Linked DNA regions of Pan troglodytes: region 2 is linked to region 1. The links are chromatin contacts, called in public capture Hi-C maps. All regions are on one chromosome and are shown on one strand. The core of a region is the stretch at or near the end of the contact, and the rest is flanking DNA. Distances in the headings are between cores, read along the strand shown. Region 1 has its middle 24 kb from the start of ADGRD1. Region 2 overlaps ADGRD1 (adhesion G protein-coupled receptor D1).

Region 1 (3,132 bases), core at 245-2,744:
TGAGGTGGGAGGATCATTTGATCCTGAGAGGTTGAGGCTGCAGTGAGCCATGATTGCATTATTGCACTCCAGCCTGGGAAACAGAGCAAGACCTTGTCTGAAAAACAAAAACAACAGAAAAAAGAATAGTTTATACCATTATAGGAATAATGTGACAAAGAACCAGAGAAGGAATGAGGGCCAGGCATAGTGGCTCACGCCTGTAATCCCAACACTTTGGGAGGCCAAGGTGGTGGATCACCTGAGGTCAGGAGTTTGAGACCAGCCTGGCCAACGTGGCAAAACCCTGTCTGTACTCAAAATACAAACATTAGCGGGGGTGGTGGTGCATGCCTATAATCCCAGCTACTCAGGAGGCTGAGGCATGATAATTGCTTGAACCCGGGAGGCGGAAGTTGCACTGAGCCAAGATCACACCACTGCACTCCAGCCTGGGCGACATAGTGAGACTCTGTCTCCAAAAAAAAAAAGCAGTGAGGCACACAAGCGACACCCCTGCAGTCACTGCATTTCTACTAAAAATGGTAATTAATGAGTTTAAAGTGACATGCAGGAGGTTATGCTCTGGATCAGGGTTCAGGAAAGATGATACTTGGTAATTGCCTAAATAGCATATTTTCCCTCAGTGATGTGGAACCACATGCTGTTGGTAAATGGGAGGCAAACAAATGAGCTCAGGAAATAAACATTTTCAATTTCCCAAATTCCTCACATTCTGAGTTACAGAATTTTTTTAAAGTGTGGTTTATAGACATCCAAAATTTAGGGTCAAGGAAATAAATAAAATCATTGAGACACAGAAATCATTATTCATCCCTTCACATATGTTTTCTGTTGTCCCTCTCCCCCTGAGGCTGGGAGGCTGCAACTTCGAGAGTGAGGTTGAACGCTGGGATGCTGGGACACACACTTACACTCTTCCTGCTCCCCTCCTTGTCCCCTGTACCCTGAGCCATAGATGTACCAGGAGAGCCTCTGGTTCTGCAAACCGTGCTCCCCTAAACCCAAAATCCCCAACCGCAAAGTCATCTCCATTATGGCATCTCTCTTATTCCCCTTCTAATGAGAGAAGTCTCAGACTCATTAAACAGCCAATAGCTTTTGCCACTTTATTTTAGAACAGCACGATGTGAGATAACCCAGCTCCTCTGGAGTTTCCGTGGGTTGTAAGTCTTTTTGGGAAATGAGGCCAACTAGAAATGCAATCTAACACCTGGGAAGTTTATGAAACCATTTTCTTCCAGATTTACTAAATATTTTAGCACCAGAGATGGCACAGGGATCTCTTAGCTATGTTATCAACTAACCTCCGAGTAAAATGAAACTATAGATTAAAGTGAAAGATAAAAACATCAACCCTGATGAACTTTCTGCCAGCCAGGGAGAGTCTCGTAAGTTCATTCCCCTCCTTTTTATCATAACTGTAGTCAAAAGTGACATTTGATCTATTGCCTTCCATGTGGCATCATGAAAGGACAGAGCGTGGCTGGGGTTTCAGGGCTCTGAGGTACATCTGGGGTCTAGCTGTGCTCTAGGGACTCAGCAGGTGCCTTTCATTCTGGAAAGATGAATGACAGCTGAGGACAGAAGAGAAACTGACGGAGAAACCGACAGGGTGCTGCTACTTCCTTGTTTTTTAAGAAATGATTTTTAAGGAATTAACGGCACTAATGGCCGCCTCCTTTTCTGTTCTATTCCAGCTCAATTGGCCAACGAGACACATTCCAAGGACACTTAGCAAAACACCACATCGAAAACAAATAAGTATGGGTGAGCCCTGGAGAAAAGATACAAAGGCAACCTCTAAGGGGCATGAAGGGCTCTTTTGTTTGCAGCTCGGGGGGCGGGAGGCAGGGAGGTTGTCACCACTGAAGTGGACGTAAACACACGTCAGATGCAAGCCCAGATGTGGGTGTCACCAACCCCTTTCAATGACAAGCCCCACAGTAGACGAGGACGTTTTTGGTTGTGCAAGCGGCTTCTGAAGTGGTTCCTGTGGGCACTGCGGGAATTCTCCAGAGCCCCACAGTCCCCGATGTGGGATAGACCAGAGAGCTGGGGAACGGGAGGCCGCCTGAGATGGAGGATCCAGGCCCCTCGTGGCGTCCCCACGTCAGATCCCGGGGGTCAAGCCTGTCCCCAGGATGACTCCCCAGGTTTTGGCCTGATCGCTGCACCCATGAGGCTCCCGGTGTCCGGGCGCTCCTCAGGGCCCCGACACGGAGGCAGGCAGCAGGTGCCTGTCGAGACCCACACGGACCCGGGCGGGCAGGACCTCGGATGCTGATTCCCTGTGGGTCGCAGCAGGTGCCTGTCGAGACCCACACGGACCCGGGCGGGCAGGACCTCGGATGCTGATTCCCTGTGGGTCGCAGCAGGTGCCTGTCGAGACCCACACGGACCCGGGCGGGCAGGACCTCGGATGCTGATTCCCTGTGGGTCGCAGCAGGTGCCTGTCGAGACCCACACGGACCCGGGCGGGCAGGACCTCGGATGCTGATTCCCTGTGGGTCGCAGCAGGTGCCTGTCGAGACCCACACGGACCCGGGCGGGCAGGACCTCGGATGCTGATTCCCTGTGGGTCGCAGCAGGTGCCTGTCGAGACCCACACGGACCCGGGCGGGCAGGACCTCGGATGCTGATTCCCTGTGGGTCGCAGCAGGTGCCTGTCGAGACCCACACGGACCCGGGCGGGCAGGACCTCGGATGCTGATTCCCTGTGGGTCGCAGCAGGTGCCTGTCGAGACCCACACGGACCCGGGCGGGCAGGACCTCGGATGCTGATTCCCTGTGGGTCGCAGCAGGTGCCTGTCGAGACCCACACGGACCCGGGCGGGCAGGACCTCGGATGCTGATTCCCTGTGGGTCGCAGCAGGTGCCTGTCGAGACCCACACGGACCCGGGCGGGCAGGACCTCGGATGCTGATTCCCTGTGGGTCGCAGCAGGTGCCTGTCGAGACCCACACGGACCCGGGCGGGCAGGACCTCGGATGCTGATTCCCTGTGGGTCGCAGCAGGTGCCTGTCGAGACCCACACGGACCCGGGCGGGCAGGACCTCGGATGCTGATTCCCTGTGGGTCGCAGCAGGTGCCTGTCGAGACCCACACGGACCCGGGCGGGCAGGACCTCGG
Region 2 (3,024 bases), core at 24-2,523, 200 kb after region 1:
AGAATTCACACAGAGGACTTTATCCTGGAACTGGACTCCTTGCTGACTCTGTACACGGCCTCAGAATTTTTCAGACACAAAGGAGAAGGCTAACCCTCACCCTAACCCCGCAGCCAGAGGACACTAGGGGGTTCTTCCCCATGCTGCGCCTGCCTCGCCAGCCTCCTACTGAGGGAGCCGCCCAGGTGAGGGGCAGGTTGTGCTGAAGCCTCTGCCAGGGCCCCTCAGTGCCCCGCCCAGCCCCATAGGTCCCAACAGGAGCCTTCCAGCAGTTTCCCAGCAAGGAGGGGTGCTGGCAGGAGATGATGCCCCTCTGCCACAGCTTCTGTGGCTCACGCAGCCGCAGGCCTGGGCCGGGGCGGGAGATGAGAGCCAGCCGCTGTGCCGGGGCCTGGCACATTGAGCAGTCGTTTGCACAGTGGGCACTATCCTTCTCATCACCTGGGGCACTGAGGCTCCGAGGATCTGGGTGAGTTGCCCAGGGTCACACTAACGAAGCAATGCTAAGATAAGGTCTGGCCCAGGCTCCTGCCCTCATGCCCGGATGTGTTCCTGGGACTAGAACTCGTCTCTGCTGTCTTCTCAGTGCAGGAGCTCTCGGAGGCAAGCTTGCATGTTGTGTGTGTTGGTAAAAGCCCACGGAACAGGGTGAGATTTGTCCCAGTGACGCCCCTGTGTCCCAGGAGCCCTGGCTGGGCAGGGGTAGCCTGTGGTGAGGGCAGTGGCCAGGCGGATGCAGCTCTCCTGCAGGTGCAGCCCAGGCCCCCCTCACCTTCCTCCATGGCTTCTTGTGCAGGTCAACATTGGCATCCTCATCGCTGTGACCAGAGTCATCTCACAGATCAGCGCCGACAACTACAAGATCCATGGAGACCCCAGTGCCTTCAAGTAAGTTGACCTCAGGCTGCCAGCAGTGCCACGGCCCTTCTGCCCCCAGAGGACTGCTTTGAGGTCACAGGAGAGATAGCCACTCCTGCCTCTTGTGGCCGGCACCAAAGTCCTCCACTTGCTCCGTGTCCCTGCCATCTCGGGGCAGCTCTGGTTTCACACCCTCGCTTGGCTCTCGTGACCCGGGACAGGGCCTTTACCCAGCCCCAGAGCTCCCATGTGTAGAAGAACGGAGTCTACGGAGTTCTCCTAGGGATTTCTTCACCCCAGGGTGATGAGCAGCTGGGGGGTGGCAACGGGGAAGATTCTAGAGCCAGAAAGCCCCTGCCAGTCCCACGTCTGCCCTGGCCATCTGCTGGGCTCAGTGAGCTTAGCCCCTCGGCACCTCGCCTTCCTCACGTGCAGAACGGGATGATAACAGGTTCCCCCTCAGCTGGCACATCAGGGAAGGTGCAAGGGAGAGCAGTGTCCTGGCGTGCTCTGGGCTGCCCCGCCTGGAAAAGGGGCGGGGTCTCTGGGAGGGATTCCAGCCACACAACTCACTGCGATCGGGGGTGTCCTGACCTGCATCTCTTACGGCCCAGCCGATTGCAGGTGACAGAAATCCCAGCATGCACTGGCCTAAGCAGAAGGGGGACTCACTGACGCAGCTGACTGTAAAGTCCAGAGCTCAGAAGTCCTGGCGTTGCAGGAATTCTTTGGCAGTTGCAGCACGGGGGCCCAGCTCGCCTTCGCATCCTTAGTGTTGGCTTCAGGCTGAGGTCGACTCTGCCCCCTGGTGGCAGAATGGCTGCGGCAGGGGTTCAGGCCCAAGGGGGAGTCCCCGTCCCACCTGCTGAGACAGAGGCCTGCGCCTGGAGGACCATGGGGACTCAGGCTGGACCTGTGCCCTCCCTGAGCCAGACCCTGTAGAGGGGGATTCACTCATATGACCGTGTGACTGTTCAGTCAGCACCCCCAAACCACAGGGCTGAAAGCTGGGGAGGCGGTCCCTCGCAGGGAATTCGGGGGCTTTGTGAAAAGCAGGGCGTGGGTACCAGGCAGCTGACATTCTGTAATGTTACTTCAGCCACCGCGTATCTGTTCTGATGTGAAAGCAAAAGTGGCAAATATGTCAGCAGCGAATCTATGAGAGAATTAGTCTGTAATGAATTCCAAACACCATAAATTAACTTGACAAGAGGCTGCAGCCTCCTTGGGCTGTTCAGCTCCTGGAAACCTTCAAGGGTTGTGCCCCGTGCGAGAAGAGATGCTCGTGGGGTCAGAGATCACGTCCTTTCCTCTTCCATTGCTGCGACCAGGATGGTCTCCTGGACCTCTCATGGCCTGGCTGGGGAGGGACCTGTCCCTTCCTCACCCCAGCCCTCAGCTCCCCAGGCCCTCACCTCAGCGTTCAGGGTCAGCCAGTCTGTTGCCAGCTTGTCTCCAGCAAAAGCTCACACTCCCCTGTCTGAGCCCCATGAGGCCACTACTTCCACTGTCACCAGAACACCCCTGTGCACCTGCCCCTCACCTGTGCACCGCCTTCCATCTCTACCCCACTGCCCCCCATCCTCCCATCAGTGCCCACCCAGGAAGCAGCTTCTGTCCACTGCCTTTGCTTCTCCATGGCAATGTCCTCCAAGCGACAGGCTGGCACTGTGTCTGCAGCTCTTGTGAAGGCTCGAGGTAGCGTGCCCCGGGAGAGCATGCCCAGGTCTTTGCAGGGCACAGCTGAAGGCATTGCCCATCCTTCCCACCTGAGTCTGCACCTGGCAGCCCAGGGATGCGTCCCTCCCAGGGAGGTGCAGGCAGGCGTCTCTGGGGACAGACCACTCTGGGTCCCTCTCCATTGTGCAACCCAGCACATTTCCCAATGCCTTCAGCTCCTCTCCTTTGGGCGGCCAGGTCTACCCCTCAGGGATATTTCCTCACAATACAATCTTCTTAGTGTGGATTGTGTAACACTTGACTCCCAGGGCTGACGAAGCACAGCCAGGGAGCAGGCGCCAGGCAGGAAGAGGCAGTCACTGCATCGTGAGGAAGCTTCCCCAGCACCTTCCTATTCTTCATCCTCTGGTTTTACTCTAGTGATTTTCTTAGTGCCAAGCAGCCCAGTACTCAGTGAATAACAAGATAAGATTCTTCCTCAGGGGC

Evidence for each region. Capture Hi-C pulls out chosen DNA fragments and counts their contacts.
Region 2: a contact with region 1 is called in a capture Hi-C map of stem cell-derived neural stem cells, with 4 times the contacts expected there. The contact joins two enhancer-like sites. A contact is called at or near these places in 2 of 7 Hi-C or Micro-C datasets (a lymphoblastoid cell line and stem cell-derived neural progenitor cells) and 1 of 1 other capture datasets (stem cell-derived neural stem cells).

What each region holds. Positions count from the first base shown.
Region 1 is chr10:137,747,962-137,751,093 of NHGRI_mPanTro3-v2.0_pri, forward strand. No RefSeq gene overlaps it. Among named protein-coding and RNA genes, the nearest start is that of ADGRD1, 24 kb to the right of the region's middle. Within about 2 kb of position 1,495, at least 6 of the 24 cell types and tissues checked have an H3K27ac peak or open chromatin away from gene starts, as enhancers often do. A contact at or near this core is called in stem cell-derived neural stem cells, where this site is marked.
Region 2 is chr10:137,951,983-137,955,006 of NHGRI_mPanTro3-v2.0_pri, forward strand. ADGRD1 (adhesion G protein-coupled receptor D1) reads left to right here. Exons shown (of 25, transcript XM_024348159.3): 21 at 797-888. Among named protein-coding and RNA genes, the nearest start is that of ADGRD1, 180 kb to the left of the region's middle. Within about 2 kb of position 1,274, at least 6 of the 24 cell types and tissues checked have an H3K27ac peak or open chromatin away from gene starts, as enhancers often do. A contact at or near this core is called in stem cell-derived neural stem cells, where this site is marked.